4 separate regions of the Mus musculus genome follow, and all the other regions are linked to region 4. Evidence: chromatin contacts called from public promoter capture Hi-C data. All regions are on one chromosome and are shown on one strand. The core of a region is the stretch at or near the end of the contact, and the rest is flanking DNA. Distances in the headings are between cores, read along the strand shown. Region 1 holds the start of Atp5j2 (ATP synthase, H+ transporting, mitochondrial F0 complex, subunit F2). Region 2 holds the start of Cpsf4 (cleavage and polyadenylation specific factor 4). Region 3 holds the start of Pdap1 (PDGFA associated protein 1). Region 4 holds the start of Hsph1 (heat shock 105kDa/110kDa protein 1).

What was found. Promoter capture Hi-C pulls out the DNA fragments that hold promoters and counts their contacts.
Region 1: a contact with region 4 is called in a promoter capture Hi-C map of pre-B cells. The contact joins the promoter of Atp5j2 here to the promoter of Hsph1 in region 4. A contact is called at or near these places in 2 of 39 promoter capture datasets (cranial neural crest and pre-B cells).
Region 2: a contact with region 4 is called in a promoter capture Hi-C map of the HPC-7 cell line. The contact joins the promoter of Cpsf4 here to the promoter of Hsph1 in region 4. A contact is called at or near these places in 4 of 39 promoter capture datasets (the HPC-7 cell line, cranial neural crest, neutrophils and 1 more).
Region 3: a promoter capture Hi-C map of pre-B cells shows a contact between it and region 4. The contact joins the promoter of Pdap1 here to the promoter of Hsph1 in region 4. A contact is called at or near these places in 2 of 39 promoter capture datasets (cranial neural crest and pre-B cells).

Annotation. Positions count from the first base shown.
Region 1 is chr5:145,189,379-145,195,988 of GRCm38.p6, forward strand. Atp5j2 (ATP synthase, H+ transporting, mitochondrial F0 complex, subunit F2) reads right to left here and starts at 2,163. Exons shown (of 4, transcript NM_020582.3): 1 at 2,125-2,163. The coding sequence starts at 2,137. Zkscan14 (zinc finger with KRAB and SCAN domains 14) reads right to left here. Exons shown (of 3, transcript NM_023322.2): 3 at 5,568-6,610. The coding sequence ends at 5,776.
Region 2 is chr5:145,162,302-145,168,665 of GRCm38.p6, forward strand. Cpsf4 (cleavage and polyadenylation specific factor 4) reads left to right here and starts at 4,912. Exons shown (of 8, transcript NM_001291248.1): 1 at 4,912-5,158. The coding sequence starts at 5,056. It overlaps Ptcd1 (pentatricopeptide repeat domain 1), which reads right to left and starts at 4,803. Exons shown (of 9, transcript NM_133735.2): 1 at 4,653-4,803; 2 at 2,760-3,232. The coding sequence starts at 3,206.
Region 3 is chr5:145,138,763-145,145,607 of GRCm38.p6, forward strand. It overlaps Pdap1 (PDGFA associated protein 1), which reads right to left and starts at 1,263. Exons shown (of 6, transcript NM_001033313.4): 1 at 1,205-1,263. The coding sequence starts at 1,217. It overlaps Bud31 (BUD31 homolog), which reads left to right and starts at 1,614. Exons shown (of 6, transcript NM_001310771.1): 1 at 1,614-1,680; 2 at 2,543-2,674; 3 at 3,686-3,805; 4 at 6,137-6,259. The coding sequence starts at 3,712.
Region 4 is chr5:149,631,817-149,638,921 of GRCm38.p6, forward strand. Hsph1 (heat shock 105kDa/110kDa protein 1) reads right to left here and starts at 4,499. Exons shown (of 18, transcript NM_013559.2): 1 at 4,154-4,499; 2 at 2,014-2,071; 3 at 218-358. The coding sequence starts at 4,260.

The DNA of each region.
Region 1 (6,610 bases), core at 913-3,412, 4.4 Mb before region 4:
ATGTGCCACCATGCTCGCCTTTTTTTTTTTTTTTTTTTTTTTTTTTTTTAAGACAGGATCTTATGTAGCTCATGCTGGGCTCAAACCTGCTGCTGTATGTCAATGGATGTCTTTGGCATGGCGGATCCTGCTACCTTCCAAGTGCTGGAGTTACCAGCTTTATGTGGTGCTGAGGATGGAACCCAGGACTTTGTGCCTGTGGGGCAAGCACTCCACCAACTGAGCCGCAACCCGACTACTCCACCCCTCCCCAGCCCCGCCCAGTATCTTTCTTGAACTGAGTCATCTTTTTGTTTGTTGGTTTGGTTTTTTTGAGATAGGGTATTGCTATACAGTACCGGCTAGCCTTAAACTCATGGATAATCTTCTTGTTTCAGCTTTCCCACTGCTAGGGTGACAGGGGTACAATATCAACCCCCAGCTGGCGAAGTGTACTAAACTCTTTAGTCTTTCCTTCAAAGGTCTCTTCACACTAACCCTCTACTTAAATAAGATTGCAAACTTTAAGCTGGGTATGATGGCGCATGCCTTTAACCCCAGCACTTAGGAGGCAGAAGCAGAGAGACTTTTATGAGTTCCAGACAAGCCTGATCTATCTAGTGAATTTCAGGATAGCCACAGCTATTTAGGGAGACCTTGTCTTTAAAAAAAACAAGAAAAAGTGATAGGGGTGGTGGTTGTGGCAGTGGCGGCACACACCTTCAACCCTAGCAATTGGGAAGGCAGAGGCAGGTGGAGTTCAAGTTCAAGGATAGCCAGAGTGGCAGAGAAATCCTGTAGGGGTTGGGATCCAAAACTTCTATTTTTTCAACTTTTTTTTTGGAGAGGAAGGCCCAGGCTGACAATTGTGCTTCTTCAGCCTCTTGAGCAGTGTCATTAATGCTCTTCCCGTTGTCTCTTCTGAAAGCTGTGTTCACTAACCATCTCCTACCATTTTACAGATAAAATAGCTGCTAATGCCCCAGGTGGCAGTGACCTACACCTTTAAGCCCAGTACTGGGGAGACAGAAGCAGGTGGATCCACAGATGAGTTCCATTACAGCTGGAGCTACACAAAGAAATCCTATCTTGCAAAACCAAGTACCAAACCAAATCAAAAAGGCTCAGCTCCTTCACACCCCGTTTTTAGACACCCCCCCCTTCACCTTCCCAGGCTGAGATAAAGAACACTGTAACAAGCTAAGTACAGTAGCATAGGCCTGTAATCCTAGCACTCAGAGATAGACGCTAATACATCACGACTGTGGCAGCAAGTTCATGACCAATCTGGGCTACATGGTGAAACCCTGTCTCAAAAGGAGGAGGTAGACAACTGTGAAATGGCTAGCCTGGCTACTGGAGTTCCTCGGAGTTGTCCTCGAACCTGGACACAAGCTCCAGCATTCCCATGACCATACCTAGACACGTGTGGGACACATAATAACAAAAACAACAATAATGTGTAATCCCAACAGTGCGCAATGAATGTGTGTGGAGATTGACTCGTACGTGTTAAGGGAACATCTGCTTGTCTGTCACAAGGACATTTCTGAAAGGTAATCTCATTTATCATGAGACCCGCCAACCTAGGTCTGAATCCCAGCGAGGCTCTCTCAGGACTGGTGACCTTGAACAGGTCACTTCACCCCAGTAGGCGTATTCAGTCGACACGTATGTAACATAATGTGGTGTCGGGAACCATTCTAGGCATTCGCTGGTCCTGGACCGTAATCTGAAAGCCTCATCTCCAGGGAGGTCCAAGCGCTGCCCAGCGTAAAGGTTCAAGTGACCCTGCCTGTGTCAAGTCGCGCAGGAAGAAAAAGCAGCAGCTTAGTCCTCCGCGGAAGGACAGACAAATGGTTCCGGGCAACGCATGTGCAGGCCCCCAGAAGCCTCTCCGTGCTGACTGGGTCTTCCACCGCCAGGCCAGGCGATGCACAGCAGAAATCCGCTGCAGAGTGGAGGGAGGAGGGCGGGAGCACAGGACCTTATAGTAAGTGTCCAGCGCGCTTCCGGGGAGGCTTCAGTGAAGCCCCGGGTGAAGAGCAAGAGTTCCCGCGGTTCCTTCTCACCCCACTGTGGCCCTGGAGCCTGTGCCCAAATCGGGCTTCCAACCCCAAGGCCAGGAAAGGGCCGAGTACTCACCGAGTGACGCCATCTTGAAGTCCTGGTGTCCGCAGAACTCCAGCCGCGCGCAAAGGCTGCTGGGAAGGGCGCACGCACCCCTGCCGGAGCGGGAAGCAGAGGCTCATGGGAAGTAGATCACCACTTAGGTAGAGCATTTTGAGACCTATCCCAGGCGGAAGCAAAGGACAAAAGAGAAAAGGGACCTTTTGACTTTTTGCCTTCTACTTTTGGATCTCTCATGAGGAATGAGAGGCTTAGGGGTGTGGCTCAGTCCCGGAGTGCTTAAGGCTCTGGTTCCATTCCCAATGCTGAAAAGAAAGAAAAGCAGAGAAGCCTTGAATAGGAACATTTGTTTTAACCCTCCCCAGTCCCTTTTACTTGCTATTCACTGCTCTGACCCCCAAATCCCTCTGAAGTTCCACTCCACATGCTTAAGTGGTTTCCATGATGATTGCAAACACGCCTCCACAGCTGACACCTGCTTAAATGGGTATTTTCTAAAGCTCGTAAAGGTAGTTTTTTTGACCCAAAATCAGAAGTATTAGATTTAAGCCATGTTAGCGCCAAAGTCAGACTACTATATAGCTACAGGCATTATCTTGCCATTAATTCCCAAATTTGGGCCTGAAATACAGCAAGACTGTATGCAATAACAGAGTTAGTCTAGCCTGGAAATCAGTATATGTTTTGGGTTGGCCTGAAACTTTTAGCAGTGACAACTCATGTATGGGAATTATATGTGTGCACTGCCTGTATAAACTGACATAACCACTCCATGGTATAATTAAGGTGAAGGTTTTTAAAATTATTTTTATGTACATGGGTGTTTTGCCTACATATATGTCTGTGTACCACATGCATGCAGGGCCCACTGAAGTCAAAAGAGGTCATTGGATCCCCTGGAGCTGAAGTTAGAAAGACAGTAGTGAATTCCTATGTGATTTGTGGTAATGAAACCTGGGTCCTCTGAAAGAGCAGATAGTGCTCTTAACAGATGAGCCATCTCTCCAGCCCCCATAAGGAAAGGGGATTTTTTTTTAAAGATTTATTTATTTATTATACGTAAGTACACTGTAGCTGTCTTCAGATGCGCCAGAAGAGGGCGTCAGATCTCATTACATGTGGTTGTGAGCCACCATGTGGTTGCTGGGATTTGAACTCAGGACTTTTGGAAGAGTAGTCGGTGCTCTTAACCACTGAGTCATCTCTCCAGCCCCCAGGAGAGGGGATGTTTATTGTAAATATGAGTGAGAGGGAACAGCCAGAGGCATCTGGAAGAGCAGAGAGAAGTAGACTTAACATGGGCATCTGACTGGACATGGTCAGAGCAATCTAAGAGTGAGAGCATGGGGTAGGGTGGGAGTGAGAATAGCAGGCTTATAAGAATGATTCGCTGGAGGGGTGGGGGGAGTCCAGGAGCTAAAGGGAGAAGCATAGAGAAGATGAAAAGAGCCAGAATGCTATAACATGGCCTTTGCTGTGTGTAATGGGTATTTGTGATATTGAGAGACTGGAGGCCAGCATGCATTTTGATATGCTGGTAAATGCCAAAGGTAAGGAAAATGACTCCTTTTGACAGAAAACTGGGCTTCCCGATTCCTTTTACCTGCTATTCACTGTGGAATAGTCACAATTCTTTTTACCGTTCCTAAGGAATGGTGGCTTTTATCTAACCACCAGAAATCCTCCTATAGTCCAAGTTGTGCTCATTTCTGGGTTTTTGGAAGGGGAGCAGGGCACTCTAGCTATTAGTATAGAAGGGGGCTGTAGTCGGCTCAGTTACCATTTCCCTGAAGGGGCTGGGTGGTCCCACATGGGTCATCATCTTAGTGTCTTAAGTGATTCTATCTTGGACCAAAGATCTACACCAGCCCAACATTTCTTATGTCAAGTTCCCAAGTGCTAGGATTACAGGTGTTTACCACCAAACCCTGCTTCGCCTCAGAATGCTTGAGTCTGCCTGTATTTAGAGTTGAGTGTAGAGCCAGTATCAAGAGTTCAGCTCTGAATGCTTTTGACTTTTCAAGATTTTAATGAGCAAGAGAGAAGGAGGCAGTGGGTGTCACAGGCCTTTGACCCCAGCACTCGGGAGACAGAGGCAGGTGGACCTCCCCTCAAGATCAGCCTGGTCTACAGGACGAGTTCCACGCCAGCCAGGGCTACCCAGACTCTGTCTTGGGGCAGAGGGGAAGCAAGAGAGGAGTCTCATTCAAGGGTCCCATTTATCTACTGCTTTGTGTTCATGAAAGGATGAATCCATTATGCTTAGAGTTGTCACTAATACAATTATAGGCCACCTTCCAGCCACTTGCATGTTTAGTCTCATGGGAAAGCTGGATAGAGTGGCACACTGCAACAATCCCAGGACTTGAAAGCCTTAGGCAAGAGGATCACTGTGAGTTTGAAACCAGCCCAGGCTAAAGAGTCTTTGTCTGAAACAAAAGGTCACAAAACAATTTTCATTTTGTTTTGTTGAGATGTTGGAGTCATTGGACTTAGGGCCTTGTGCATGGGAGGCAAAGGTTTTAGCACTGAGCTATAAAGCTCTCCTGAGCATTTCTGGAGGTCCTAGAAGCACATGTATGGTCAAGGCCTGGGGCTCCACTGCATTATCTTGGTACACACAGTGGAATCTTTCAGCACTAGGGATAACTCCAATAATACGGCTTCAAAGCAAAGTGGAATCATGTCCCAGGTCTTGGGCATTTTAAAAAAGATTTAGTGTGGGGGTGAGGCATGTATGTGGCATAGCATGTATGAGGTTAGAGGAAACCTTTTGAGTATCAGTTCTTCCCTTTACCATGTTGGTCTTGGGGATGGAATTCAGGTTGTCGGACTCGGTAGCAAACACCATTATGCTCTGAACCACCCCCTTACGCCTGACGCCATAGGATTCAAGTGCTTCAGTACTCAGTCTTCTCCTTTTGAAGACCCCAAGGATGTCCTCCTGGACCACTTCCTTCTGTCTCATGAGAGACCTCAGAAAAAGATTATAGCTATAGATGGGTATGGTGTTTCTGGGGCTCAAACTCGGGGTATTTGTCACCTTAACTGCTGAGCCATCGACCCTGCCCTTTAACCCTTATCATTAGACATCTCAAACATGGCCCCATTCATCTTTGGAAAGTTCCCTATATTCCTTCTCCCTCCTCTGCAGTTTGTGTGTGTGTATATATAAAACTTGAAAACATAATTGGGCCAGTGAGATATCTCAGTGGGTAAAGACAATGATGCCAAGCATAATGACCTGAGGTCATCCCTGGTACCTACAGGTAGTTAGAAGGAAACCAACTCCTTCAAGTTGTCCTGTGAGACATAATGAGATCCTGTCTCAAAAACCAACCAAACAGAAAGGTTCAAACGAGACCTACTGTCTTGTGTGTGTGAGGCCTAAGGAAATCTGTAAGTGACTGAGATGTCCCAAACGACAATGCACCCTCGAGACAAAGAAACAACTGAACAATCACAACAAAAGTCATGTTGGGGAAGGTGGTGGGCACCTTTAATCTCAACATACAGGAGGTAAAGCCAGAGGCAGGATGACCTCTTGAGTTTGTGGCCAGCCTGGTCCACATAGCTACTGCCAGATAGCCAGGGCTACACAGTGAGACCTTTTCTCAACAGTAGCAACAACAAAAGCCACGTGAGTCACGCAGAGACACATGGAAGCTAGGAGACTGAATTTTGATGGATTCTTTGGTGTCGGACAAGGTGTGTACTCTGTCTAAATCTTTCACCACATTGAAAACATTTATACGGTTTTTCTCCTGTGTGAGTTCTCTGGTGTTTAATGAGGGTGGCGCTCTGACTGAATCTTCTCCCGCAGACGACACACGCATAGGGCTTCTCTCCTGTGTGGGTTCTCTGGTGCTTGAAGAGGTCTGAGCGCTGTCTGAAGCTCTTCTCACAGTCTCCACACTTGTATGGTCTCTCCCCTCTGTGTAGTCTCTGATGTCTGAACAGGCTGGAAACATGAACGATCTCCCCACACTCCTCACATTTATAGTACTTCTCACTGGCATGGGTTCTCTGATGCCGACTCAGATGTGAGCTCTGCCTGAAGCACTCCCCGCATTCTGGGCATGCATATGGCTTCTCACCTGTGTGTGTCCGCTGGTGCTTAACGAGGGCAGCGCTCTGACTAAAGCGTTTCCCACACTCTTGGCACTGATAGGGCTTCTCACCTGTGTGGATTCTCTGGTGTTTGAAGAGGTCCGAGCGCTGTCTGAAGCCCTTCTCACAGCTATCACATTTGTAAGGTTTGTCTTCCTGGAACTGCCTCTGGGTCTCAAGAAGCCCTACAGCACTGTCCACAGAGCTGTGGGGCTTCACTGAATGGCATTTCACATGGAAACCTTGTTTGTGGTCATCCCCACACTGACTGTTGGTGCCCAGTCCTTCTGCTGTCTGGATGTGCTGACCAAGGACAGAACTGCCACTGTTCTCAGACTCATTGTTTTTAGAGTCCCTTTCCTCTCTGGACACACCGATGAGAAGCGGGATG
Region 2 (6,364 bases), core at 3,662-6,161, 4.5 Mb before region 4:
TGCACACCTGTACTCCCAGCACCAGGGAGGTGAGCAGTGCACACCTGTGCTCCCAGCACCAGGGAGGTGAGCAGTGCACACCTGTGCTCCCAGCACCAGGGAGGTGAGCAGTGCACACCTGTGCTCCCAGCACCAGGGAGGCGAGCAGTGCACACCTGTGCTCCCAGCACCAGGGAGGCGAGCAGTGCACACCTGTGCTCCCAGCACCAGGGAGGCGAGCAGTGCACACCTGTGCTCCCAGCACCAGGGAGGCGAGCAGTGCACACCTGTGCTCCCAGCACCAGGGAGGCGAGCAGTGCACACCTGTGCTCCCAGCACCAGGGAGGCGAGCAGTGCACACCTGTGCTCCCAGCACCAGGGAGGCGAGCAGTGCACACCTGTGCTCCCAGCACCAGGGAGGTGGAAGCAGAAGAGTCAAAGGCTCCGGGCTATCCTTCAAAGCCAGCCTAGGATACATAAGACTCTAGCTACAAAATGAAGCAAGGGGGTTGGAGGGATGGCATCAACTAAGAGCACAGAAGCTTCCAGAAGTCCCAAGTTCTATTTCCAGCACCCTTGTCAGGCTGCTCATAGCCACGTATAACTCCAGCTTCGGGGGATGTAACGATCTCACGTCTATGGAAAAACAGTGTTGGGGTTGGTCCTGTGCACTGTGTATTCAGATGCTGAGCTCTGTGCTCTAAGATCAGGTTGCAGTGTGACTTGGGCATTGTATTGACCAATGTGCTGTGAAGAATGCCCCCAAAGGTCTCTGATTGGATAACAAAAGGCGAGTACCTGTGACTGGGCAGCAAAGAGGGAGGTGGGACTTCACATTGAGTAGAGGAGTCTAAGGTACGGACCACAAGGAAAAGGAGAGGAGAGTGAAGGTGAAGGTCACCATGAGGTGGAATGGACCATGAGCACCAGTAGCAGGCCCTGGGGACACACATGCAACAAAGCAAGACTCAGGTGGCAAGTAATGGGGGATTTATCTGGTTATAAATAGACAAGTTGGGTTATAATAGTCTCAGAACCTGCCCGGCAGTTTAGGCTTGCAGCTGGTTAATAAAAATGCCAGGTTTCGGGCTGAAGAGACGGCTCAGTGATTAAGGACATGTGCTATTCTTGCAGATGACCCGAGTTCAATTCCCAGCATGCACATCAGGCAGCTAACTCCAAAGGATGCTCCTAACTTCAGGCACATGGACATATTACATACATACACAGATAGACATATAAATAAATAAGAATAAAAATATTTTTAAAAATACCAGGTCTCTCTGTCCTTTATTTATGAGCTAGGTGGGATAGAGTGGGGCAGAAACTCACTTCATCCTAGCACTCAGAAGGCAGAGACAGGTGGGTCTTTGAGTTTGAGGCCAACCTAGTCTACAAGGTGAATTCCAGGACAGCCAGGGCTACCCAGAGATACCTTATCCAAGAAAAAAGACAAAAATAAAGTTTAAAAAGTATTTTAAAAATAACAAATAAACCGGGTATAGTAGTTTATGCCTTTAATCCCAGCAGAGGCAGGTAGATCTCTGAATTCAAAGCCAGCTTGGCCTATATAATGAGTTCTAGGACAGCCAAGAATGCAGAGACAGAGATCCTACACCAAAAAAATAATAAAAACCAAACAAATAAAATAAGCTAGATCCACTACTATGTGTCTGTAATCCCAGTACTTGTGAGTCAGTGGCCTCTCTGTGAGTTCCAGGCCAGCCTGGGCTACATAGTGAATTCCAGTTTAGCCAGGGCTACACAGTTAAGATTGTGAAAAAGGTATAAAACAATAAAATAAGCGGGGTACTGGTAATCCCAGCACTCAAGAAGGGGAGACAGGAAGGGTGAATGTTTTAGGCTGTCCTGAGCTACAAAGTGAGTGCCAATCAGCCAGGGCTACCCAGCAAGACAGCCTTGAAAGAATGAAAATTAGTTAGAGCTGGCAACAGTTTAGAGGTCAAACTGTTAAGAGAAGAATAAGTCATGAGCCCAGGAAATGTGATACGGACAAGAAGACTAACGGGATTACCTCCATGTACTGAGTTAAAGATAGGTAAGGGGCTAGCAATATGGTTCAGCAGAGAGAGGCGCCTGCAGCGCAAGTGACCAGAGTTCGATCCCTGGGCTGTGCATGAAGGTGGAAAGGAAAAGCCAGCTCTATACGTCGTCCTCTGGGCTCCACATGTGCACCGTGGCACACACACTCACACTTGCACCCAGACAGCAATAACAGAGATCCAAGGACTGAGTAATGAACACCCCAGCTTCAACAGCTGAGAAGGCTGCACTGCCCCACATAAAATGCCAACCCAGCAGAAGGAAAACCCCAAGGTTCTCATGTAAAATGCCTACCTGTTTACCAGTTCTCTTAACTCCCTGCCTGCCCTCCGCTCAGTTTCCAGCCCAGCCTCTTCCTCCCTCAGTTCCCCAACAGTCTGCTTAAACATTCCCTTCCCAGTAGTTTCCCCAATGCTAGCAGCTCCAAGCCATAGCAACTGTGCTAGCCTATCTGCTCAGCTCAGCTCAGCTCAGCTCAGCTCAGCTCAGCTCAGCTCAGCTCAGCTCAGCTCAGCTCCTCCTGGCTCCACTGTCTGACAGTGTCTTCACTAACTGCCTTCTCACTCTGCTAGTCCCCACCCCCGGCTTTATATACATTTCCTATCCCGTTCCCAGAAATCCAAGGGGCATCCAACACTGAAGGTCATAGGGTTCTCCCAGCTAAGAATTCTTAAAGGGCCAGGGACACAAGATGAAATCACAGCACACTCTCAGACCTTTCCTTCCTTGATCAGACGTTTGCACTGAAAGAAGTACCAGTACTGAGTGTTCCTCCGGCCCCGCCACGGTCTGGGCTCCAGTTCTTCCTCCTCACCACCCTGTTCCTTGAGCTGCAGGTTGTAGAGCTGGGCCGTTGACTTGTGGAATATCCTCCGGGAGGAGAATTTGCCAGAGAGGCTCCCGAAGCTCTCTTCCTCTGCCTCCTCCTGGGGAGCCACAGTGCTGAGCTTACTGGAGTCAGAGCAGAGGCTGCTCATTTCCTTCTGGTTCCCGCTGCCCAGGGGCAGCGGGGAGGAGGAGCCGCAGAAGGCAGCTCTCAGCCGTGCAGGTCCCTCCCTGCCTCCTGTCCATCGGGTTGATCCAACAAGATCCAGGTGTTGAAGGACAGACAGTCCTATGGGGCGGGGACCGGAAAAGAGCCGGGAGAGTCTTAGGAGGTCCATCGCTGGCTGCCTCGAGCCCCTGCAGCCTGAAATCAAGAAAAATAAGGAAACCGCATCAGACGCCATATAAAAAGTCAGAAAGGAAGGGCTGGCGAGATGGCTCAGCGTGCTCTCCGAAGGTCCTGAGTTCAAATCCCAGCAACCACATGGTGGCTCACCCATAATGAGATCTGACCCCCTCTTCTGGTACATCTAAAGTCAGCGACAGTGTACTTACATATAATAATAAATAAATCTTTGGGCTGGAGTGAGGGGGCCTACTGGTGCAAGCAGGGCCTACCAGAGCGAGCAGAGGTCCTAAAAAATTTCAATTCCCAACAACCACATGAAGGCTCACAGCCATCTGTACAACTATAGTGTACTCACATACATTAAATAAATAAATAAATAAACAAACAAATCTTTTTTAAAAAGAGTCAGAAAAGAGAGACAAGTTTACTCAGAGGGTAGGCTCTGAGTTAGGAAGACCTGGCTCTGTGCAGGGTGGGGAGTGGGAGATCAGTCAAACTTACTATCTCAGCTGGGTAGAAAAGAGTCAGAAATTCAGGGTCACCCTCAGCTATAATGTCAACTTCAAGACCAGCCTGGGCTTCATGAGATTGTCTTTAAAAAGTAAGAGTAAGTCGTGATGGGCCATGCCTTTAGGCCCTGCACCAGGGAGACAGAGGCAGGAGAATTTCTATGAGTTCAATGCCAGTCTGGTCTACAACTGTGAGTCCACGCTACTCAGGGCTACCTAGAGATCCCCAGTCTCGACAACAACAACAAGAGGCTCAAGAGGGTCTCAGCAGATAAAGGTGCTTACTGCAGAGCTCGGTGACCTGAGCTTGATTCCTGAACATACTTGGAAGGACTTGTGGTACAAGCTTTTCCCTAATCTGCACTCGAGTGGTGTGGAAGGCACATATATGCACATGCTCCCTCTCACAGAGCTACACCCTCTCACCCTCGCATTCTATTTTTATTAGGCTGTGCTGGGCCTGCTTACTTTGAAGCCCTTTAATAAAAAAACAAAACAAACAAACAACAACAAAAACAAGACATAATAACAGGGAAAAGAGGTATGACGGTATTTTGAGGCTTAGCTCTACTAGGTTGACTCGCTCTCCAGGGTCTCATGTAATGCAGTCTGGTCTTGAGCTTCTGACCCTTCTGCCTCCACTTGCCAGTTAGTGGGATTACAAGTCTGTACTAACACTACCGGCTTATGCGGTGGTGGGGCAAGCACTTTACCAACTGAGCCACACCTCCTGCCCCCTTACCCGACTTTTAAACGTCTGCATTAGAGCTACACCCACAGAGAGACCTGGGACCCTAGGTCGCCCCTTGCTTCCTCTCCCCAGGCCTTTAGATCCTCCGTTTTCGCATCTGAGCTTGGACAAAGTCCCTCAGGTCCAATTTCCACCCGGCTTCCGGGTTTCCTATGAGGGTTGAACAGAAACTCACTCTGAGCGTTCTAAGCGGCGAGCCCCTAGTGAGACGTCCTCAGAGTCGAGGGACCGCGGCTCCAGAGACAGCGTTCCTGCCCTCAGCACAGACTACGGAGATCCCGCGCAGGCGCACTTGCGTCGCCGCCTCTTGTGTAAGATACAGAACCGAAAGAAACAGGCGATCGGTCGGCGGCTAGTCAGGCCTGAAGGAGTGGCCGGACTCTGAGCTCCGTTGGCTGAGTCTGGATGGGAAAAAAGGGCCGGCGCGGGCTCCAGCGCTCCCGGCATCCCTCGCGGGGCGGCGGCTGCGGCGGCGGCGGTGGCGGCAAGCGAGAAGGGGACGGGGAGAGGTAGCGTGAGTTGCGGAGAGCGGCTGAGAGACCTGAGGGGGAGCTGGGCCCGAGGCCGCCGCCGCCGCCATGCAGGAAATAATCGCCAGCGTAGATCACATCAAGTTCGACTTGGAGATCGCCGTGGAGCAGCAGCTCGGGGCGCAGCCGCTGCCCTTCCCCGGCATGGATAGTGAGTGCGGGGCCCGGCGGGTGGGTGGGCGAGTCTGATTCTGACCAGAGGTTACCCCAGCCCTGGGCCCTGGAACCCGGGACCCTCGCCTAGTTCCTCCGCTTCCGTCCTGGGACTTCCCGGTGTCACTTGAACTCGGGGAGACCTTTCCTTGGATCCTTGATCCCCGGGGACTGCTCCGTGGCAATCCTCGGGACAGCAGGACTGTGTCGGTTGTTCGCGTAATTCTCCAGTGAACGCGTGTCATCCTGAAGTGGAACTGCCTTCTCCCATCCTGCTCCAACTTCAGCAAAGTCTTAGAATGTCCCCCATTTCCACCTCTTAGCGTGCTCCTCTCTACTTTCATCAGAACTAGGCGGTAGAAGAGTCTGAGTGTATCTGACTGTCGAAGACTCCAAGTAGACCCTCATATTCCAGGCTTGCTTTAGTCTAGCTCCTGGGAAATCCTTCCCTGTCCTGGAATTGTCCGTTTTCCTCACTACCCCACCTCCGGGTCACCTGTCCCAACTCAGGCCCCCAGCGAACCTTTAGACCGAGCTATATTTACTGTCCCTCTTCATGTGATGAGATGGTTTTCCTGTTCTGGTGGGATATATCTTCCGTTTGGGGGAGCTGCTTCAATTCAGACAGAACTGTCCTCTTTGGCCAGGTCGTCCTTGCACATATGTCTACTCTTTGTTGTTGTTGTTTTTCGAGACAGAGTTTCTCTGTATAGCCCTGGCTGTCCTGAAACTCACTCTATAGATCAGGCTAGCCTTTTAAGCACTAGGTTTTTACTCAATTTGATGGCACTGCCTTGAGACCATGGAACATTTGTGTGGGGCAATAGATCCACAAACCTGTGGAGGCAAGTGTGCACTTGAAGTAAAGATTTGGGTTTCTTTAAAAAACACAGAAATAGCCGGGCAGTGGTGGCGCACGCCTTTAATCATGGCTCTTAGGAGGCAGAGGCAGGTGGATTTCTGAGTTCAAGGCCAGCCTGGTCTACAGAGTGAGTTCCAGGACAGCCAGGACTACACAGAGAAACCCTGTCTTGAAGGGAAAAAAACAAAAACAAACAAACAAAATCCAGAACCCAGAAAACTACAGAAATAGGAATATATTTTTATTTTAATCCCAGATATGGGATCTGGGGCTGCTTCAGATTTTCCATAGCAGCTGACTATGATTTGCCTCATTCCTTAGCAGGAGTGTGATACTGCCAAT
Region 3 (6,845 bases), core at 13-2,512, 4.5 Mb before region 4:
TCATATTCAAGACTGCCGAACTGTAATTCTCAACCTTGGAGTCAGGAGCTGAAAAAAGTTCCTTTGCCTTTTAAAGATGAGACTGTGAAACAAAGACAGTGCTCCTCTAGACGCAGGATAAATCAGCAGAGAACTAGATTTAGACACACTTGGCCCTGTAGAGCCTAATATCTGAATATTGACAGGAAGCAATTTAAGCTTGAAAATCTCCAGGCAGATGTTCCTGTGGGCTCACTGCATTAACTGGCTTAACACGTGAGCTGCCAACATTTACTGAACATCTGTTCTGTGCTGGGAGCTAGCCAGGCCCTTAGAGCGATTTATTCTGCCACCGTAACTCCTGTCCGCCTGTCTCCTACTCATCCAACTAAGCCTTATTAATACCCCTGTAGTTCAGATGAAGAAAACGAACTGGAAAAGTTTTGTTTGAGGCCACAGACTTAAGATGTGATATATCTGGTATTCAAACCCCTGATTCTAAGGGGTGAAACCAATGTACGATGGGAAACACTTGTTTTCTTGGTCTCTACACACAGTAATAGCTGAACATTTAGGGGCTGCGGGGCACTGGGCTGAGTACGTGGGCTACCTAGTTTATGCCTCTCTCATAACAGGAGGAAAATATAATCAATGTCCCCCACCCCAACCCCCTTTTTGGAAACGACAAAACCGGGACACAAAGAAGTTAGGCGACTGGCTCAGAAGCACATCCTTAGTGGCTACGGTGCAAGGAGAGAATCAGAGCCAGGTCCCACATCATCAAGTCAAGGTCTTATTATGAGGCAGGCGTGGCTCCTCAAAAGCTCCACAAAAGCCACATTTTATGCTCGAGGCAGCCAGGCACCGCACCAGCGCGGGACGCGGTGACTCAGTCTCCGGCCAGCCAAATGGGAGGACAAACTTCAGATGCTCCGGAGGCTTGGCCGAGACTCCTGGGTCCTGCTCTCCTCAAGGACAAGGACCCAGCACCCGTGAGTCTCCTCAAAAATCCCCGACGGAGAGGCCCTCAACCACTGTGGTCCTCGGCTTCCCAGGCAGGACAATTGAGCGTCGAGGCCCACGCATGGCTGGGAGGCGACGGGGATGGCCTCCTTCAGCGCGGATCTCTTAGAGGCCCCAGACCCGCGGGCTGAGGGGTCCGCGGCAGCCCGCCTACGGCCGCCACTAGAGAAGCCACGCGAACCACGCGCGCCCACCCCCTCACCTCCTTTAGGCATCTCGGCTCCGGCGGCTGCAGCGGCGGCGGCGGCGCCTCGAACTGACACCGGAACCGGAAACTCCTTGGAATCGACTTCTTCCGCCCGGCTTGGTTCCCTCTCCGCGCGCCACTGACGCCGCCACCGCCGCCACGGCTGCGAGGATCTGGGACCTCACACCGAGGCCGGGCTGTCTTGGGAGGTGCCTGAATTCCTGACCAGAATATGTACTGCCAGGAATCCGCGTTCCCCGGTGTCCCTGTCCGAGGAGACACGTAGCCGTGTGGGCCACCCCTACAGGAAGTGAGAGGAAAAGGGCCGTACGGTTTACGGAATTCTACAAAGGCAGCGCCAGGGACACCTAAGATGACGCAATCTCCGCGCGAGGTGGGCGGGGCCCCGCGAGGGCCTTATTCTGAAGAGTTTGTCGCCGGAGCGGAAGCCGTCAATAAAGAAGCAGCGGCCTTAGGTGCTTGAGTTTCCGGTGAGTGTTTCTCTGCTCGGTTCTCGAGTACCGTATCTTTGGCAATGGTTACGGGCAGGAGAGCTGTGTGAGCTGCTTATGCGGCAGAGGCTGGAGTCTCCGATGACTTGCACAGGGGATGGTAAACTTGGGGCTCGCTCTTTCTCTCTCTGCGTGTGTGTTTTTTTCCCACGTCGTTTTCTCTTCCGGGACCGTTTTCTGTCTAAACACCGCTTTTTTTCTCAGATGCTGCTCTTGAGTTTTCTGCCACTGTCCCTTCCGTAACTTCGCTCTTGTTCACCCCTTTTCCCGCTCTTCTACGTCTGTAAACAGCCCAACACAACACCTCTTTCCTCCTGATCCGATCGCCTCTTCGTTTTACCTCTCCCCGGCCCCGAGAGCCTCTCGGGTTGAGTCCTCCTAGGTCAGGAGAAAGTGATTCTCTAATCAGGCTGTGCGCCCTGGGAAGGGCTCAGAGTCAATCTATCTTTTAACGTAAGCGCTGGAAAAACCAGAGCAAAGACCACTGATGGGGAAGTCAGGAGCCTCTAATCTGTTAGACTCACTGGTTGTCAGCAATGTGACCCTGAGTCCACGTCTTAAGAGTTTTATTCTTAATTTATTAAATTGTTAAGAAGGGGTGTGGGAATAGGGGATTGTAAAGTGTCAGTCACCATACAGTGGATGGGACTAAAGACAGTTTTGAGCAGATGAGTCTGTTATGCTGATAGGTTACTCTTTGCCAGCTAGAAAGCTTTATGCAATCGGAAGAAGAAGAAAACAGCGTTTCTATTTAGATTTTGACTGGCCTGCTTTGTTGTTCTAAAAAGAGAGATTTTTGGCGGCTATTTAACGTGTGTAATCTACTGCTTTTATTCTACAGATGAGACAGAAGACTGCAGAAGAAAAGTGATCTCCCCCAGAGTCACAGAATAGTTGGTAAATCTGGACAAGAACACAGCTTTGTAACTGTGAAGACCAAGAATTTTTTTTATATTACTCTCAATACCCAAAGGTATTGTGCATTCCTTCTTTCCTTCCTTCCTTCTTTCCTTTCTCTGTCTTTCTCTCTTGCCTTCTCTATTTCTCTCTCTCTCCCTCTTACTGTCTGTCTTCCTTCCTCTTTCTTCCTTTCTTTTCTTTATTTCTTGACAGGGTCTTATGTAGTCTAGATTGGGCACAAGCTCACCATATACCCAAAACTGGCCTTGAACTCTCAATCCTTCTGGCCCCACCTCACACATGCTTGGAGAATGCGTGTGTGTCACAGTTCCCTTCTAGGGAAGCTGAGTAGCTGTTCTGGGCCTTCTGGAGAATGATCTACCATGGACATATGTTTTTCTCATGAGTGGTAGACAGCAATCCAAAGCAAAGGAAAAAATAGCTAGAGAGACTCGGGAAGGAAGGATAGAGATAAGAAAGTACCCAGCAGAAATCAGTTAGGGAAGCCACTTTAAGGCATCCAGCTGAAGCGCCCAATAGGGTTCTGGATATAATATAGAGATATCTCAGATTCGGCTTCCAAGCAAAAGAGTAAACGGTCCCAAGTAGGGATGACACCATCGACCGTTACTCACAGCTCCCGCAGAAGCTGAGTGAGGAAACTGAAGCAGTCAGTCAGAGCTCCTGATTGAAGTGAGCTTCCCGAGGCTGAAGTTCTGACAGTTCTGGCTTCTCTTTTCTACCCTAGACGCTTTTATAGCATGAGATAAACAATAGATCCATCCCTTCCAGTAGATCTCAAGCAAGGCCTCAAGTGTTTTATTCTTGGGCTGTTTTGCTGTTCCTATTCCTCTGGTGTAGAGTGTGTGTGTTGAGGGTGGGGGAACAGCTCATGCCCAGAGAAGAGTCTGGGGAGGATACGGAGACACCTGCTTGGGTCTGAAACGGGGCAGAGGCAATGCATGGTTACTTAAGGACATAACATACATTTTACTCTCTGAGCTTGACATCTAGAGGAGCAGGGGAATGGCTGTCAAAGCCCTTTGGCAACCTGAGGCTCAGAAAGCAGTTGATTTTCTTGTAGATCTTTATAAGCTATCTTGCTGGGAAATGCCCAAGGTCAAAAGAAGCCGGAAAGCACCTCCAGATGGCTGGGAGTTGATTGAACCAACGTTGGATGAACTAGATCAAAAGATGAGAGAAGGTGAGTGGGGTCTTTCTGCCTGGGTATGCTGGACAGTATCAAGGCTCAGCGTCTCCAAGGATAGAAAGAAAGAAAGAAAAAAACACCGAGAAGAGGCTTGTAGCAAACTGGTCATGTTTTTTCTATCAGCTCAGAGTGTTTTGAAGGTTCTGAAGAGTAAAGTAACATTAATGAGGCTATCATACCTCTCCCCAAAAAGGTCTGTTGTTGTTTCATTATTAGTGTATTTGTGAAAGATCGGGGGGTCTGTGCTACTTTTAGTGTTGGCTGGAAACGGGGTCTCCAGCAGACATAGTTCTGGCTATCCTGGAACTCACTGTATAGACCGGCTGGCCTCAAACTCATGGAGAGCTCCTTGCCTCTGCCTCCCTAGCACTAAGATTAAAGAGGTGTTTCCCACAATGCCCAGCTCACTGTGTGTTGGGGTTTTTTTGTTTTTAGATTTTATTTTACTTTGGGGTGGGGTTGGGAGATGTACGCATGCTAGCACAGGTGCCTGGGGAAGCCAGAAGAGGGTGTGAGAACACCTAAAGCTGGAGTTACAAGCAGTTGTAAGCCACTCTGACAGGAGTGCTGGGAATAGCCCCATTGTGAAGTCTTTTTATCCATGCCCTTTTTTCTTTTTGAGACTCTAGCTTTAGCTGGCCTAGAACTCTGCCACATACTCACAAAGTCTTTCTCCCATGGTCTTTGCCCCAGGGCTTTGGGAGCCTTTACTTTACAGTCTACTTGTCCTTGGAAATTCTATCAAAGGATGTGCTCGCCTTTGGTGTCCTAGTTTGATTGCTGTTCCTGTGATAGAACATCAGACCAAAAGCAACACAGGGAAGGAAAGGTTTATTTGGCTTACAATTCCAGGTTACAGTCTGTCATTGCACTAAGTACATCACCTCCACAGTCAAAAGCAGAGAATCAAGCTGCAGAGATGGCTCAGTGGTTGAGAGCACTTACTGCTCTTGCCAACACATCTTCTGACATGCATGGGCAACAGGTACACTAGTGCACATACATACATAAAACGAGAGATACCAAACTTCAGGAGAGAGAGATCAATGAACACATGCTGTTTGCTTAATACAGAAGTTCAGCCAACTCGCTTTGTTCACCCTTAGCCAGTTCTGGCCTTACACCTCCAGCGTCTGAATGATGACCATATTCAGAGTTGGCCTTTCTACCTCAATCAGGCCAATATGACTTAGGTCACTCTTCAAGTGGGGCTCCCTTAGGTGATTTCATCTGGCAAGATGATAACTTTAAAAGCCATCTTCCTGTATGACTACTTAAATTGGTATTTGTATGTGTGTTAGGCAGGGTAGTACTACAGAGTTAGTGTGGAGGGGTAGAGAACAACTTAGAGAAGTCAGTTCTCTCCTGTTGGTTCCAGGGATCAGACTCTCGTCTGCTTTGGGAGCAAGCACCCCTACCCACTGATGTATCCCATGGGCCCCCTGAAATTTTTTTTAAGAAATAGGCTTGAGTGTTTTGCCTCATGTGTGCTGTTTGTGTCTAGTATTTAGAAAGACCAAAAGGATGTTGGCTCCCTGGGACTGGAGTGAGTTATGAGCTGCCACCTGAGTGCTAGGAATAGAACCTGGGTTCTCTGTAAGAACCACTGAATCTTCTCTTCAGCTCCCCCTGAATGTCTGTTCACAACAATCTTTGGAATACCTGTTTATAGCTAATCTGATCATTACTATTATGAGGTCATACCTGCAGCAATAATTATTAAGCCAGTGTTAACTTGGTTTTCTCTTTTCTCAACTGATTGTGCTAGACTGTCTCTGAAATACCCAGAACCTACAGAGTTGCTATGGGCCAAGAGATTTCTTGACATAACTCTAAAAATAAAGGAAATCAGAATGTGGAGTGAAAAGTCTATTTCCAGGTCTCTGATGTATTCCTAGACTCACAGTAACTAAGCTCTTGGGGAGCTGCCTGACATTTCCTACACCAGTCTGCGTTCTGCTAGAAGGGCTTGAGGACGCCAGTTCTTGTCAGCATTTTCTTAAAGATTGATTTATTATTTATTATATGTAAGTACACTGTAGCTGTCTTCAGACACACCAGAAGAGGGCATCGGATCTCATTACAGATGGTTGTGAGCCACCATGTGGTTGCTGGGATTTGAACTCTGGACCTTCGGAAGAGCAGTCGGGTGCTCTTACCCACTGAGCCATCTCACCAGCCCCCTTGTTGGCCCTTTTAATTGTTCATTATTTGCATTACTATCTGCATGGATATAAAATAGTCATAGCTATAGTTAAGCAAACATGCTACATCCTCTGTAGAATGACTAGCTCCAGAACACATACATGCTTTTTTTCTTCCCAGCTGAAACTGAACCCCATGAGGGAAAGAGGAAAGTGGAATCTCTGTGGCCCATCTTCAGGATCCATCACCAGAAAACCCGCTATATCTTCGACCTCTTTTACAAGAGGAAAGCCATAAGCAGAGGTAAATGGCTAAATTTCTTGACCTTTAAAAAAACTGTTACTGTGTGTCCATACTTATGGAGGCAAGCATGTGTTTTGACTTCCGTGTGAAGGTTGTAGGACAACCTGCAGTTTTGGTTCTCTTTGCCATGTGGGTCTGGGGGATCCAATTCAGGTCATTAGACCTATCTAGAAAGCATTCTTGGTCCCTGGGCCATCTTGCCTCTTGGCTCTTTTGTACTTGAGTGGCTTTCAGGATTTATACAGTAGTTTATAAAAAGCTGGGTCTGGTGGCACATGCCTTTAATCTTAGCACTCAGGAGGCAGAGGCAGGCTGATCTCTATGTGTCCTACTTCCAGGACAGTCAGGACTACACAGGAACCCTTGTCTTAAAAAACTAGAAGACGAGGAAGAGGAGGATGAGAGAAAAGAAAGGGAACAAAAGCCAAGTGTCATGGTTCAGACCTATACTTACACACTTGGGAAGCAGAGGCAGAGGACTAGGGAGTTCCAGCTAACCCTTGACTGTAATGTGTTGTGGTAAATCTCCAACCCAAATAAGCCCATGCAAGGAAAACACAACTCAATACGAATACAAGCTTCGTGC
Region 4 (7,105 bases), core at 3,249-5,748:
TTTTTAATACTAAAGCAACCAAGAAACACAGATTAATCTACAGAAATGCATTACCAGTGGAGTACTTCTTAGAAAACAGCTTATATTAACTATACTTTAAAAGGAGCCAAACGAAAAGGAAAGGACCCCAGTGTATCCCATTACTTTGGGCTAAAATCCTAAGATGTGAGCACTCCCCTCTACAGATGGCTCAGAGCTTGGGGATCAGTGGTATTACCTTTATTCCCACGCCACCATTTTTCATTGGGACCAAATCATAGCTCAGGTTCTCCTTTTCCTTCTGAATGAAGGGGTCATTGAATGCTCTGCCATGAAATCTCTTAAAGCTAGAGACCGTATTGTTTGCATGAGTGATTTGCTGCAAAACGGAAAAAAAAAAAGTAAATTTTAAACTTTTTTCTGATTTTGTCATCTCCGGTACCTACAGCAATTACAGTCATTGTTGCAACTCAAGCCGTCTCTGGGAGAGGTATACCTAACGTCCCCTCAGTCCTCGATTTTCCATGAATGGATACTCCTACTGTACTTTCTTCTATGGAAAATGCCACAAGGAAAGGCAATGGTGTCATCAGACTTTGGGGCAGATCTCAAAATCTGCAAGATAAAGGAAAAGACGGCGCAACTGTCTCCAAAACTCTAAAACTCTGCAGCAACTGTATTGCTGTATCCCATCTTCTCCCCCAAATAAACATAAGCTCAATATCCCAACTCCAGTGAGCCTTGGAGCACTGTCAGGATGAGGACTTTGTGTGTCTCTTCTAGAGCCTAAGCCATGCCGGGGGTAGACGAGGTGAGGATAATAAATGGCATATTTTTTGGAGAGGGCGGCACACAGATCTTACAGTCACTGAACTCACACTCCTCTAACACTGCTGGGCACGCTCCTTAAAGGATGTACTTCACTCAGCAACCTGTTCCCCAGAATGTGGTCGTGTTCTCAGATACACACAGTAATATGGGCATGAAACTCAGGATGGAAATATGCCAAGCTGCTCTGAGACAGTGTTCTCTTAATCTACCTCTGGGTCACAGCTCTAGAGTAAACAAGTCCCACTTCAGAGTACATTCACTCAAAGGTAGGCTTCTCACTAACCCCGAACATTAGAGGTTAAACTTCTGAAGCCATTTAAACTTGGCAGCACCTGGAGACTGCTATTTCTTTTATCTTCTCCAGCTCAGCAGTAGCTAGAACTCAGCAAGCAGGGTGGCAGGTATGCCCATGCTAACCTTCTAAAACCGACATGAGTCAGACAAGCAAACTAACAAAAACAACTGTGAAAACACTTTGCTGGAAACGGCTCTCTCCCACTACCATGTGGGGTCCCAGGGATAGAACTCTTGTTCAAGTCAGGCTGGGCAACAAATCCCTCTACAAGGAACCTGAACCTCACTAGCCTTTGAGAAACTACAAACAGGGGAGGAAAAAAAAAAAAAATCAAATGTCTATAATCTAAAAATGTTTAAGCCAAGCATGGTGTCATGTGCCTTTAATCCCAGTACTCAGGAGGCAGAGGCACGCAGACCTTTGTGAGGGAGTTCCAGGCCAGCCAGTGAGAACCCCTCCACCCCCAACCTATCTACCTACCTACCTACCTAATTTTTAAATTGAAGGCCAAATACCCAAAAGTAAAGTTGCCACTAAAAACCTATGGAACAGAAACAAGAGACAGGAACAAGGTGGGGTGGTAAGGTATCACCCAACAGTCGTAAAATTTAAAGGTTTCCTTATTTTGAATTTGAAGGTGCACAGATACATGTCTGCATGTAGGTGTGTGCTTGGTTCATGGAGGAGGCCAGAGAGAGTGTTAAGGACTGAGTAACAGGCAGCCGTGAGCCACCTAGTACGTGCTAGGAACCAACCCTGAAAGAGCAACAAGTGCTCTTAATGGCTGAGCCAGCTGAGCCATCAGCTTGCAAGCTCCAAGCCGTATTTTTAAAACTTAAAGCTAGATTAAGCTCTAGCACATCATCCTGCCGCCCTCCCAGGATTCCCTGACAGACAGATGAACGTACCTGGTTTTTGGCTGCAACTCCAATTGTTCTGTTTTTTGATCCAAATGATATGACTGACCTAAAAGTAATATAAAACAAACGTCTCACACACGTCAAAAAAAAGCACACATGCGGCCGTTTCTAAGGTGACAAGAGGAAATTCCCACATAAGTAAAGCACAGCCCGCAGTTTTCAGCGGCAGGTATTTCTATTTAAAATCACACCTCTGACAATTCAGCCCAAGTATCAGCCCTGTTCACACATATAAGGAATATCTGATAATCTGTGTGCAGCTTGAGTGCCCTCTCCCAATACCTGGGGTGCTAATACAGAGTCACCAGGTCACAAAGGATAGGGAACTTGGCATTATGCACAACCAAAAGTAAACAGAACTCTACCTGTCATCAGCCTCCTACAATCCTAAATTTCACTGCACACTTATTTCTGTCCCGATATATCATCTGCTTTAGAATTTTTAAAAGTTTTTATGTAACCCTAAGAGGTCTATGATATGCCTGTAGAGTTTAAAGGAAATGGATGAGGTAGGTTGCCATCTGGAAGATTCTCTGTAAGGTCAAATAAAGATGATAAGAGAAACAAAGTTACTGCTGACTGGAGTACAAACGCTGAGGAAAAGGAGAGGCCAAGCCTTCACACTGCACCTGCTTTGACAAGATGAAGAGAGACAGCTTTCTCAGAGGAAAGGGGATACATAGAACCAGAACAGAGACAAGATGGAGAGTGTGGAGGAGGCGGTGAGTAAGGCTTTGGATTAGAGAGTAATCCACAGGGCGAGCGTTAGTAATCCAAATCTAATTTGGGTTCAGTTCCTCCTACATGGGTGACCGAGATGAGTAAACTGGCACTCTACTGAGGACATTCAAGTTTGCTGTAACAAAAACAGCTCGGACCTAGCCGCTCTAAGCAGGTACTCTTGTAAGGTTCAATCTACACGCCCCGTGATTCTGAGCTCAGAGGGACTAGACACTTGTAAGACTGGATTGTCTCATTTTCCATGCCAAACAACTGTAATAGAAATCAGTAGCCAACTCCATTTTCAACCGCATAGTTTGGCCAAGGGTAAAAAAACCACCTCAGTCAAAAATTCTGGTCAGCAACACAGCTACCCAAGCAGCTCTCCCTGTTCTCCTCTACACACCTTTTGTCTCTTTTTAGGCAGAGAGAGGAAGAAGCGCTTAGCATACAGGATGGGGGCAAGAAGGACTGGCAGCCTTCCTACTAATTGCCGAATCACAGAGCACCATGGCTTTGTGAGAGAGGGAGCCCATGCTTAGAAAGTAAGTTCCTAGCAAGGCTTTCTTCCTCCTATTCACTCATAAATGTTCCTCTAATAAGGTCGGAATGATTTTACCTTTGGGTTCGATGTTTAACATTTATTATCTTGGACTTTGCACATGGGGGGAAAAAGCCCTATAATGATTGCCTTAAAAAGCATACAGCTGTTGTCGGTGAAGGCACACGCAGGTCTAACTGCCTCTAATATGTAACCTTCAGAAACTAACCCCCTCAAAAAGTTGCTTTTTACCATGCTTCCGTTTACCCACCCACGTTGCTGCAGAATATTTAATTCCGAAGCAAAAAAATCCATCTTCCCCACTGAATTTTTTGCACAGCAGTGTGTTAAGCAACAACAATGTTAAATTTGTACTGCTTACTCTAAATGGTGTTAAAATAAACGAACTCTGGGTCTGGAAACTCTCACGGACGTTTTTCACAATGAGCTTTAAAAAGGACGCTTCCAAAAGGCGATTGGGGCACTAGGGCAATATTAACAAATCAGGAGTAGATGAGACGCAGAGACGGAGGATTCCTCCACCATAGCGTGTTTCTGTGGTCGCTAACAACAGTCCGCTCGCTCCCTAGGCAAGCAGCGGCGCACAGGCTCTGGAACCTTCTAGGTCATTTGGAGATTCACCATGCGGAGGAAAAGGCTCTGTTGCCCAGGCTCTGCCGAGATCCTAGCTGAGGTGGGAGCCGGTGCCAGCTTGAAGAAGCTGAGTGGGGAGTCGGGGGCGAGCCTGGAAGGCCAGCGGGACCAGGTGGTCGCGGGGTGTCACGGTTCCCGGAATCCCCGGACCCACCATCTCCCTCGGGAAGCAGCGAGCTCCAGCCCTCCCCGGCCACCCAGGCTCCTACTTACGGGGTGCAGCGGTCGCTGAACTCGTTGGCGATGGTCTCGATGCCCCCGGCCCGCGCCACCGCAATGTAGCAGCTCTGTGAGCCTACGTCTAGCCCAACCACCGACATGGCTGGCCCGGTCCGCCTCCGCCTCGGGTCCGCTGCGTGCTCGTCCTGCTCCCGACCAGTCGGGAAGATGCCTCCGGCTTACCCTGCAAGACTGCGCTCAGTCTCTGCCACCGCTCTCCGCCGCCCGCCTCTCTCACGCAGCCGCCGCCGCTCAGCTACCAATCCAAAAGGGGAGGTCCCAATCGCTCAGCCTTATGTAGCCTACTGAGGAGAACTTTCCAGAATCTGCAGCATTTTACTCACCGGCGCCTCCACGTGCCACTTCCGCTTCCTTCTTCTCGAGCCTTCGAGAAAGATTCTACCCAATGGACTGCTGGTCCCTCCGCGGGCGGCCTGAGTTGCCATGGTGACAGGGCAGCTGCTCGGGCGCCATTGGCTAAAACTGACCGAGCTTGCCCGGCCTCCATCCCGCCCTCCCCAGCCTGAGGGGCAGTTTTCGTTCCAGTTGACTCCAGTGAATAACCGGTCGGGAACTTCTGTCGCTTAAGTGGTGACTCCGGTGGCAGTGTCCGGCTCCCGACGCCGAAAAACTATTGAAAGGACGGAGAAAGAACACACTACTCCGGGACCCCAGGCCTCTCCGGTCACGAACTTGCTGTTGGCAGAGAGCATGTCGGGAAGCGTAGTCTGGCCGGGAGACCCTAGCGCCTTGCATGCTGGGAAACGCAGTCCAGTGGTGAGGCCTCGGTGCTTTGCATGCTAGGATATGTAGTCCAGCCCGTGGTGCGTGCCACGATCCTGCTTTGTCTTAAGGGCTCAGTAAAAAGAGGCCCAGCTGGCTGCTGCCGATTCGCGCTCTTTCTCTGGTGTATGCTTTGTTCTGTGTTCCGTTCTTGCTTGTTTTTTCAACAGCTAATGGATTGCGATTTAGGGGCGTCAGGATAAGCCGCAAACGCGGTTTATATTTTGTAGACATTTGTCCGCTGGCAAGATTGTTGCAGAATAAAACACAGAAGGGTTTTCTTCTTCTTCTTCTTCTTCTTCTTCTTCTTCTTCTTCTTCTTCTTCTTCTTCTTCTTCTTCTTCTTCTTCTTCTTCTTCTTCTTAAATGAAAACTTTTGATTGCTATGCAATTTGGGAAGCTGCTGGTGTTTTGCCGACAGGGTTTTGCATATTTTGGATACTAGTTTAAGCCGACTTTGTTTAACCCTGCCACTCCTAACCATAAGGTTATGATTTAATGTAATGGCTAATAATATGGTTTAATAAATGGGTGTATGGTTTATTCCTTGTTTAATCTAACCTTTCATTTTCTTTCCTTGGAAAGTAAGCTTAGGTTCCATGAAGAGAAAGCAGAGGTGGATGCTGCTGGCTCCTGCTTTCAATTCTTATGTACCGTTAAAAAAAACGTCAAAGTTTGCCTGAAAACCCCGTGTGTACCCTCTAGAATATGGAAATATGCACAATTAAAACGTGCGCTGCTAAATAAGTGTGTAATTGAATGAAGAGTTGGGGCCCAGGGTTAAAAACTAACTCCTGAAGTATGCCTCTTCCCGTAGGACAAGTGGGGTTGCTTAAATGGGAGCTTTCTATACAAATTGCAGAGTAAGTTTTATTCGTGGTGATTGATCGGCTTGCCACTTAAGTTATTTCACCTGCTAGCATAACTATTTAAAATGGGAGAAGAACCAACGCTATCCCAGAGCAGCTGCGTTTTTAAATTTGAAATATGTTTGTTGGCATTCTTTTCATTTTGTGTCTCTGAAACCTCCACCACCCCGGCTTTTTTTTAAGTATATGAAAACTCTTTTTTTTTTTTTTTTTTTTTTTGGTTTTTTCGAGACAGGGTTTCTCTGTGTAACCCTGGCTGTCCTGGAACTCACTTTGTAGACCAGGCTGGCCTCGAACTCAGAAATCTGCTTGCCTCTGCCTCCCAAGTGCTGGGATTAAAGGCGTGGGCCACCACCACCCAGCAGAATATGAGGTTGACCAGTTTTCCCTTTAGTTTTTTTTTTTTTTTTTTTTTTTTTTTTCCCATGTGGTTGTTGGGATTTGAACTGAGGACCTTCGGAAGAACAATCGGTGCTCTTAACCACTGAGCCATCTCTCCAGCCAAAAACTTTTTAAAAATTACTAGAATCATAGCTTTTTTTTTTAAACAAAGATGACCTCTAAATTATTTGATTTGCTTCCCATACTTTATATGTTTATATAAATAAACTGCGGAGAGATGTGGACCTGGACAGATTTAGGTCAGGTTCAAATCTTAGCACTTATTGCTAATATGCATTATATAAAATACAGCACCCAAATTTGGACTTCATGGGTGTGTGTTCTCCCTGTTCTTATTAATTCGAGGGCTATGCAAACTGGTAATTACCAGCCCTTCCTGTGTACTCTCTCATGGGGTTTTATAATGATCAAAAACTTACACAAAACACTAACCATGTAATTACCATGTAATTGTACTTAATGTGTGTAATGCTGAGCTAACCTGTAAAATGTCAGTAACACCCATCCTCTCTGGGGTTTTGGAAGGACTGGATGTAAATAAGACATCTCCTATGTGAATGAGCGTTCTGTAGATTTTTAAGAAGGATCATTCAAGCCCAAGGACAGAACTGCAGCCTTGCCTCTTGTGGAGGCTCGGATGTGTGGCTATCTTGTCTTCTGTGTTTTTAACCAGCTCCCCTATCTGCTTATGTGGAGTGAGTTCATTCTCGAGAGGCCGTAAGAAGCCCTGTGTTTGTCGTTCTCTGTTAGCCTCACTCTGTTGTGCTGTGTGCTCATTGATCTCTATCAGGTAATGTCCCAGGCTTCTTTTGTCACAGTGTTAGAAGTTTTAGGCAGAAACTAAATTTGATACAAACAAATCCTGCTGGAGTGATTGATGGCTTAGTGGTTT